2 separate regions of the Columba livia genome follow, and region 2 is linked to region 1. A link is a contact called in public Hi-C data. All regions are on one chromosome and are shown on one strand. Each heading gives the region's core, a stretch centred on a gene start, on an enhancer-like site or on the middle of the called end of the contact. The rest is flanking DNA. Distances are from core to core; before and after follow the strand shown. Region 1 overlaps PLCE1 (phospholipase C epsilon 1). Region 2 holds the start of WNT8B (Wnt family member 8B).

Region 1 (2,872 bases), core at 366-2,865:
TCATTTTTGTAATCATACAAACTATTTTTGAATTTTAGAGCTGAGTTTGTGTATGTATTTTTGCAGAATAAAGCAGGGCAGGTTTACCAGGGAAGATGGGGAAGAGTTGGTACATTGTCTGTTAGGACTGGCTTGTGCAATGCACTCTGTTTCTTTTTGTTGATAGTGAGCTTACTCCACATCCACACAGATAGTGGATATGTTTTATCCTGGCTACAGACATCATTCTTTGGGACCTTTAAATGAGTTTCACTAACATGAAAGGTGTTTACATAGATAGTGATGAAAATATTGCCTTCTCTCTTCAGAATTGAGGTTGTCACTGTGTAGGATTGTGGAAGGATCACTCATTGATTCTTGTAGCAGGCTGTTCAGTGGAATCCAGCATTGCCTGTCCCTCACTCTGCTTCAGTGCTCTCTGTGACCTAAGTGGTCAGATCTTATTTAGTCTGCACCCTCTGGCATGACAGAAAAAAACAGTCAGAGACAGTTGATAGCATGTCAGCTACCATGACCAGTGATCCTCCGTGGATTGAGGGCTTTAAATATTCCTTACCTGGTAGGTAACCAAGTTTCTTACCACCGAGTAGCAGCAGCAGAGCTGGGCTTTTGTCTGTGGTGAAGGTCCCAGCTCCAGAACCTTGGACCATGCATTTGCTCCCCTGGGTAAGGTATCTGTCAACTGTTTTTTATCTTAACCCATTTATAGACCATATCCCATACCATTTTTAGGGCCCTGCAGACTTCTCCAAATGCCATCCTTAATAGCATTTATCTCAGGGTTTGGTCCAGCTGCTGCTGTTTGTAAATGACTCATGCCTGCAGCTTGCACTGTCTTGATTTCCCTATAGCTTTTTCAGGCTCCTTCTCCCCAGGTTCTTTTTGGTGGATGACTCCAAGATCTGCTGTTTCTTTCTAGGCTTCCTAACCTTGGAAGTCTCTGTAGGGTTTCTCATTAAATTCTGTGAAGGAAAGGGGGGACTGTTCTCCTCCCTGCCTTGAAAACGCTAGTTTTTTATAACACCTTCTAAGTAGTTTTGCTCTTTTTACTTCAAGCCTATCAGTAGTTGTCTTTTCTCGTTCACTAGTTACGTTCTTGAACTTACCTTCAGCTTGCTCACTATTCCCTGGACCAATGGTCTTTATGGAGCCTCTTTTATCCTTCAGTCTTAGAGCAGGCTTCTCAAAATATGTCCCATTAGTTCTCTACTACTTCATAGTATTTTTTCATAGTGTTCACAACCTGCTCTTGGCTGAGTCTGACAGTTAAAGCTGGAATTCCTTCTTCATGCAATTGTGTGGTCTTAATGGGCACTCCTGCTTCTATTAGTGTTACACCCAGCTTTGTTGAGCTCATTCAAATTTACATGTGGCATCTGTACCATTTATAGCTATTACATTTACATTTTAGGGGTTTTTTGGGGTCCTTTTACTTTCCATGTTCTTTTTGGAGATTTTTTTTTTTCCAGGGATGGTTAGTGAACAGTATTGAAACTTCATGTTGGATGGTTCATATGCACATAGTTGTAGTATTACACTTTTAGACTGCAATTTGCTTTCCAAAAGAGCTGGTATTTTTGGCTGAATTTAAATGTCCATTTCATCAAACTGTTGTAAAGAATAGTACATTTGTAACTGATTTCCTGTTGTACTCATCAGGAAAAAAAGACGTATTATCTAATCAGTACTTATATTAGGCAGTAGTGGCCAGATCCCTCTGATCGTTGCTTGATTTTAATTTCTCTGTTCTGCAAAGGAACACAAGGAAAACAACAGCCTAGATGAAAGCAGATTCACAGGAAATACCCATGTGGTGGTGACTCAGTGGATCCAAGAGAACAAAAACTGAAAGAAACATTTTTCATTAAGTAAAAGAAGTGGAAATTGATATAACAGTACTGGGCACAATTTGCTAATGAGATATGAAAGGTAGTTAACTGAAAGAACTAGTGAAAAGCAGCCAATTTTAGGAAAAGCTTGGGAGGAAAAGAAAAGAGAGAGTTGACAAAGAGTCCTTTGAGTGTTAGGACTTCAGAAATGTAGAGAGCAAAAAACAACAACAAAATCTTATTTCCAAACCTAACCAGAACTAAAGGTTTTACTGTTTTTCTATGCAACTAAGACATGTAAACCAGTGATCGTACTATTAGGATGGTTATGTACAAAAGTTGCACTTTCAAGTAGAAACAAAAAGAAAATTAAAAGAATTTGGAGAGACATTGTTCGTCGTCATCTGATTTCTAAACCATTATGAACTGAGGCACTCTGGCAAGACTTGATGTGCCAAAGCCAAGCGTGTGTGGCAAGGCTCAGTAGTTGGGCTATTTTGCTAGCTTCTTGGGGTTTTAATTAGATGATGTTTTATAGGATTTTTTTGCTGGGTATATTTTCTGCTATGGAAAATATCTGATGAAAATAACATACTATCTTAAATTGGTTGCTGGTTTAAAAAATTCAAATCTGCAAGCAGAGTTACTGAGTTTTGGTTTTGATAAAAATCAGTTTCAATTTCTTATCTGGGTAACAAATGAAATCAAATAATGAAATAGAAATAATGAAACTTAATTTTGGAAAGCTTAGAATAATAAAGTTTGTTAGAAGACTAAGATGATGCATGTCAGAAAATTCAGCACTGCAATTGATATCTTGAGTCTCCACATGGACTTCCACCTCTCTCCTGCAGATGAGGGGCAGAGCTTCCAAGTATATCTGTTTCATATGTTACCATTATCAGGCTAGCGGCAGTACTTAACATGTGCACATGGAAGAATTGTTAGGTTGCTTAGGTGTGTATCATTAGTAGTATGTGCACCACAGTTTGGAAACCCGTGACTGAGCCCATGATTTGGCTGGATCAAGTGTTGTAGTTTTT
Region 2 (2,827 bases), core at 320-2,819, 110 kb before region 1:
TGTGTGAGTTCTTGCACAACCTCTCTGCATAACATACATATTCCCCTTGTTCCAGAAGCTAGTTTTATCTTGAGCTTGCTACTGTATTATATTTATACATATACAAACTGTTGCACATTCCTTTAACAAAGCGGGAAGAAAATCTCTGAAATAACATAAATTTCACTCCTAGCATAGCAGAAATGGGCTCCCGTTTAGCTGAGTTTCTCTTTCTGTAATTTTGGTTTCTCCATCCATGGTAATAACCTTAGTGATCTGCTATGGGGGAGGCAGGAGATTTTAGTAAATGACCAGGAAGACTTTCCTTGCTGTTAGGGATACATCCGTAACCCACTGAGCAGATTCCCCAGGGCACCACAGAAATGCAAGAATAAAGTTTGGGTACTCAGTAAAAATTACATAGGAAAAAACACCTATAGAGGCAGGTCATTTGAGTCCATCTCCACCGGAGCATGGGATAGATACATTCCACAAGGAATGATACGAGATTTTGTGCAAGTGTAATCTCTTTCTGTTCACCCTTATAAAACATTTCTGGAAATAAATGTAAAAGCACATAGAGGCCCACAGGAGACAAGCACAGGTTTGTGTACGGGGGGACTGGTCTGACGGGACCCGGCCGGTTGGGAGCCAAGCCGTAGCAATCTCCATATCGAAAGCTTCTCCCCAGGAAATCCTAATACATGAATTTCAGACATGTGTAATCCTGACCCTGTGCCTGCCAAGGCGCCCAGGTCTCCAGCTGCTCCTCCGGAGTGACTCTCCTGTGGGTCTAACTCACCCCGCCAGCTCTGAGCTCTTAATCGGGGACTGTCCTCCTCAGGGAGTGTGGGAGAAGCCTCATTTGATTTGATTAAGACAAGAGACAAGCAGACTGTGAGCCTCTGGAAAAACAGAAATCCTTGTCTGTCCTGTTGGGTTATCTTCCCAGCTGGAAGTGAGGGGCTAGATCTTACGCTCTCCTCTGCTCTGTTTTACCCCAGCTCAGGATTTGGCCCATGGACTTATTGCTGGGAGGAGAGGGGGGAAAAGGGGACTTTCTCTGCTCAGATTTAATCTCTGCCAGTGAGTGTGTTGAGACTTAGTTAAATGTCTGGTCCCATTAAAGACCAGAACTGAGCTAAGTGGAAAAGAAGGGACATTTAGGAAGGTGAAGAGGAATTTCCTTAGGGTGTCCGGGAAGAGCACCTGCCTGTGATACAGACTGAGGTGCTCTTGATACTCACCAGGCACAGCAGGACTGGAAGAAGGGAGTGAGGAAGAAGATGCCCAGATATGGGTCCATGTGAAATATAAGATCCAAACAAAGAAGGAAAAAGGAGATTCTAAAAAACCCCAAACTTGGGTACCACCACCACCAGAGAAAAGGAAAAAAAAAAAAAAGAAAAAAGAAAAAAAAAAGGAGAAAAAGACAACAAAACCAGAGAAGGGATGGATGGAGTTATTTCCACCCGGCACTGCTGGTGTGATGAAGAGGCGTATGCCCCCTGAATCCCAACTTCTGCGAAGGGTAACCAATCCTAAAGTAAGAGCTAAAGGGGGTTGGTGAAATGGAGCCGCAGAACTTCCTAAGAAGAGATTATCTACTTAATTAAAGATTTTTTTTTTCCCTAAGTCCTTCAGCCAATCAGGACTCAAGTGCCAGAGAGAGATTGAACTGATGAAAAGAACACCCCAGGTTCCTCGAAGACAAATGCACCACGAAAGGGATAAGTAAGAGGGAGGGAAAAGGGGAAAACAAAAAAAAAAAAAAAGAAAAAGAGAGAGAGGGATAAGGAAAGAGACAGCAAATCCCTTAAAGTAATCACTAGAATCAATCTCCACCAGCACTGCCCTGCCTCTCCATCCCCTGGAAGGGCTGCTTTTGGCATGCCCTCACCTCCTCCTGCCTTGGAGACATCGCTGGGGCTGGGGTGTGCTGGGTGCCACAGGATGGGGAGCTTGGGTTCGAGCTGTCACGCCTGCTTTGTGGAGGCCATGCAGCGTACTTCAGGGAGAAGCTGGGAAGCAGATATGTGAACATCGTCTCTGCCTCAGTCCCCCCCAGAAGGTTGAGAATTGGGGCCCTTCCTACCTTCATCTGCTACTCCTTCACCATGATGACCTGCTCTTTCTTCCCACCTCCTTTTTGCCACATGCCATCCTCACCCTGGGAGAAAGGTCTCTGATTAAATCTTAACTTTTTGCTTTTAAGGTTTCAAATAAAGTCCATGAGAGGGGTTCTTTGGTTTGGAAGCATCAGCAGTCTCCCAGTGAGAGCTACTTAGAAGTGCATCCAGACTGTCTCTTCTGGCCATGTGGGACATCCCATTTATGACCACACTGCCCACCACAGCCACTCTGACCAGCCCCAGGGCAACAGGACCAATCTTGCCCCCCTGTCCCAGAGCTGTAAGAGCATCTTCACCATGCTGCACAGCTGATTTTTGTGCTGTAAATGTTACCAGCTAAAATGTGGGCTGAGACCACTCAAACTCCTTCTACCAGGGGTGCAGCCGCTGGGTAAAAAGGCCAGGGCAGGATTTGAAGGGGTGTGAGACTGCACGGCTGGGCCATCAGGCAGGGCTGGCTAGAGGCTGAACTTTGCTCAGGACCACCTCAGGCAGATAAAATGTCCCTCCTGTGTTGCACAGTATCAGAGACGGAAACCTGCCCAGCAGAGATTTGCTCTCAGCTGGACTTTGGCCATGGCAAGACCAGCTCTGGCAGGACACAGCACGCTGGCAAAACCCTACCCTTGCCCCAAGCACTGCCCACCCAACCAGGGGGGACTCTCACCCTGGGAGGTAGCTGGGCAGTTTGCAAGCACCCAGGTGAGGAGAAAATG

The links. Hi-C and Micro-C count contacts between places; a contact is called where the count stands out from the background.
Region 2: a contact with region 1 is called in a Hi-C map of crop, with 4 times the contacts expected there. The contact joins the promoter of WNT8B here to the enhancer-like site in region 1. A contact is called at or near these places in 2 of 2 Hi-C or Micro-C datasets (crop and liver).

The regions. Positions count from the first base shown.
Region 1 is chr6:20,751,479-20,754,350 of bColLiv1.pat.W.v2, reverse strand. All of the region lies in intron 2 of PLCE1 (phospholipase C epsilon 1), which reads left to right. Among named protein-coding and RNA genes, the nearest start is that of PLCE1, 40 kb to the left of the region's middle. Within about 2 kb of position 1,615, at least 1 of the 3 cell types and tissues checked has an H3K27ac peak away from gene starts, as active enhancers do.
Region 2 is chr6:20,859,532-20,862,358 of bColLiv1.pat.W.v2, reverse strand. WNT8B (Wnt family member 8B) reads right to left here and starts at 1,569. Exons shown (of 6, transcript XM_021284276.2): 1 at 1,227-1,569. The coding sequence starts at 1,285.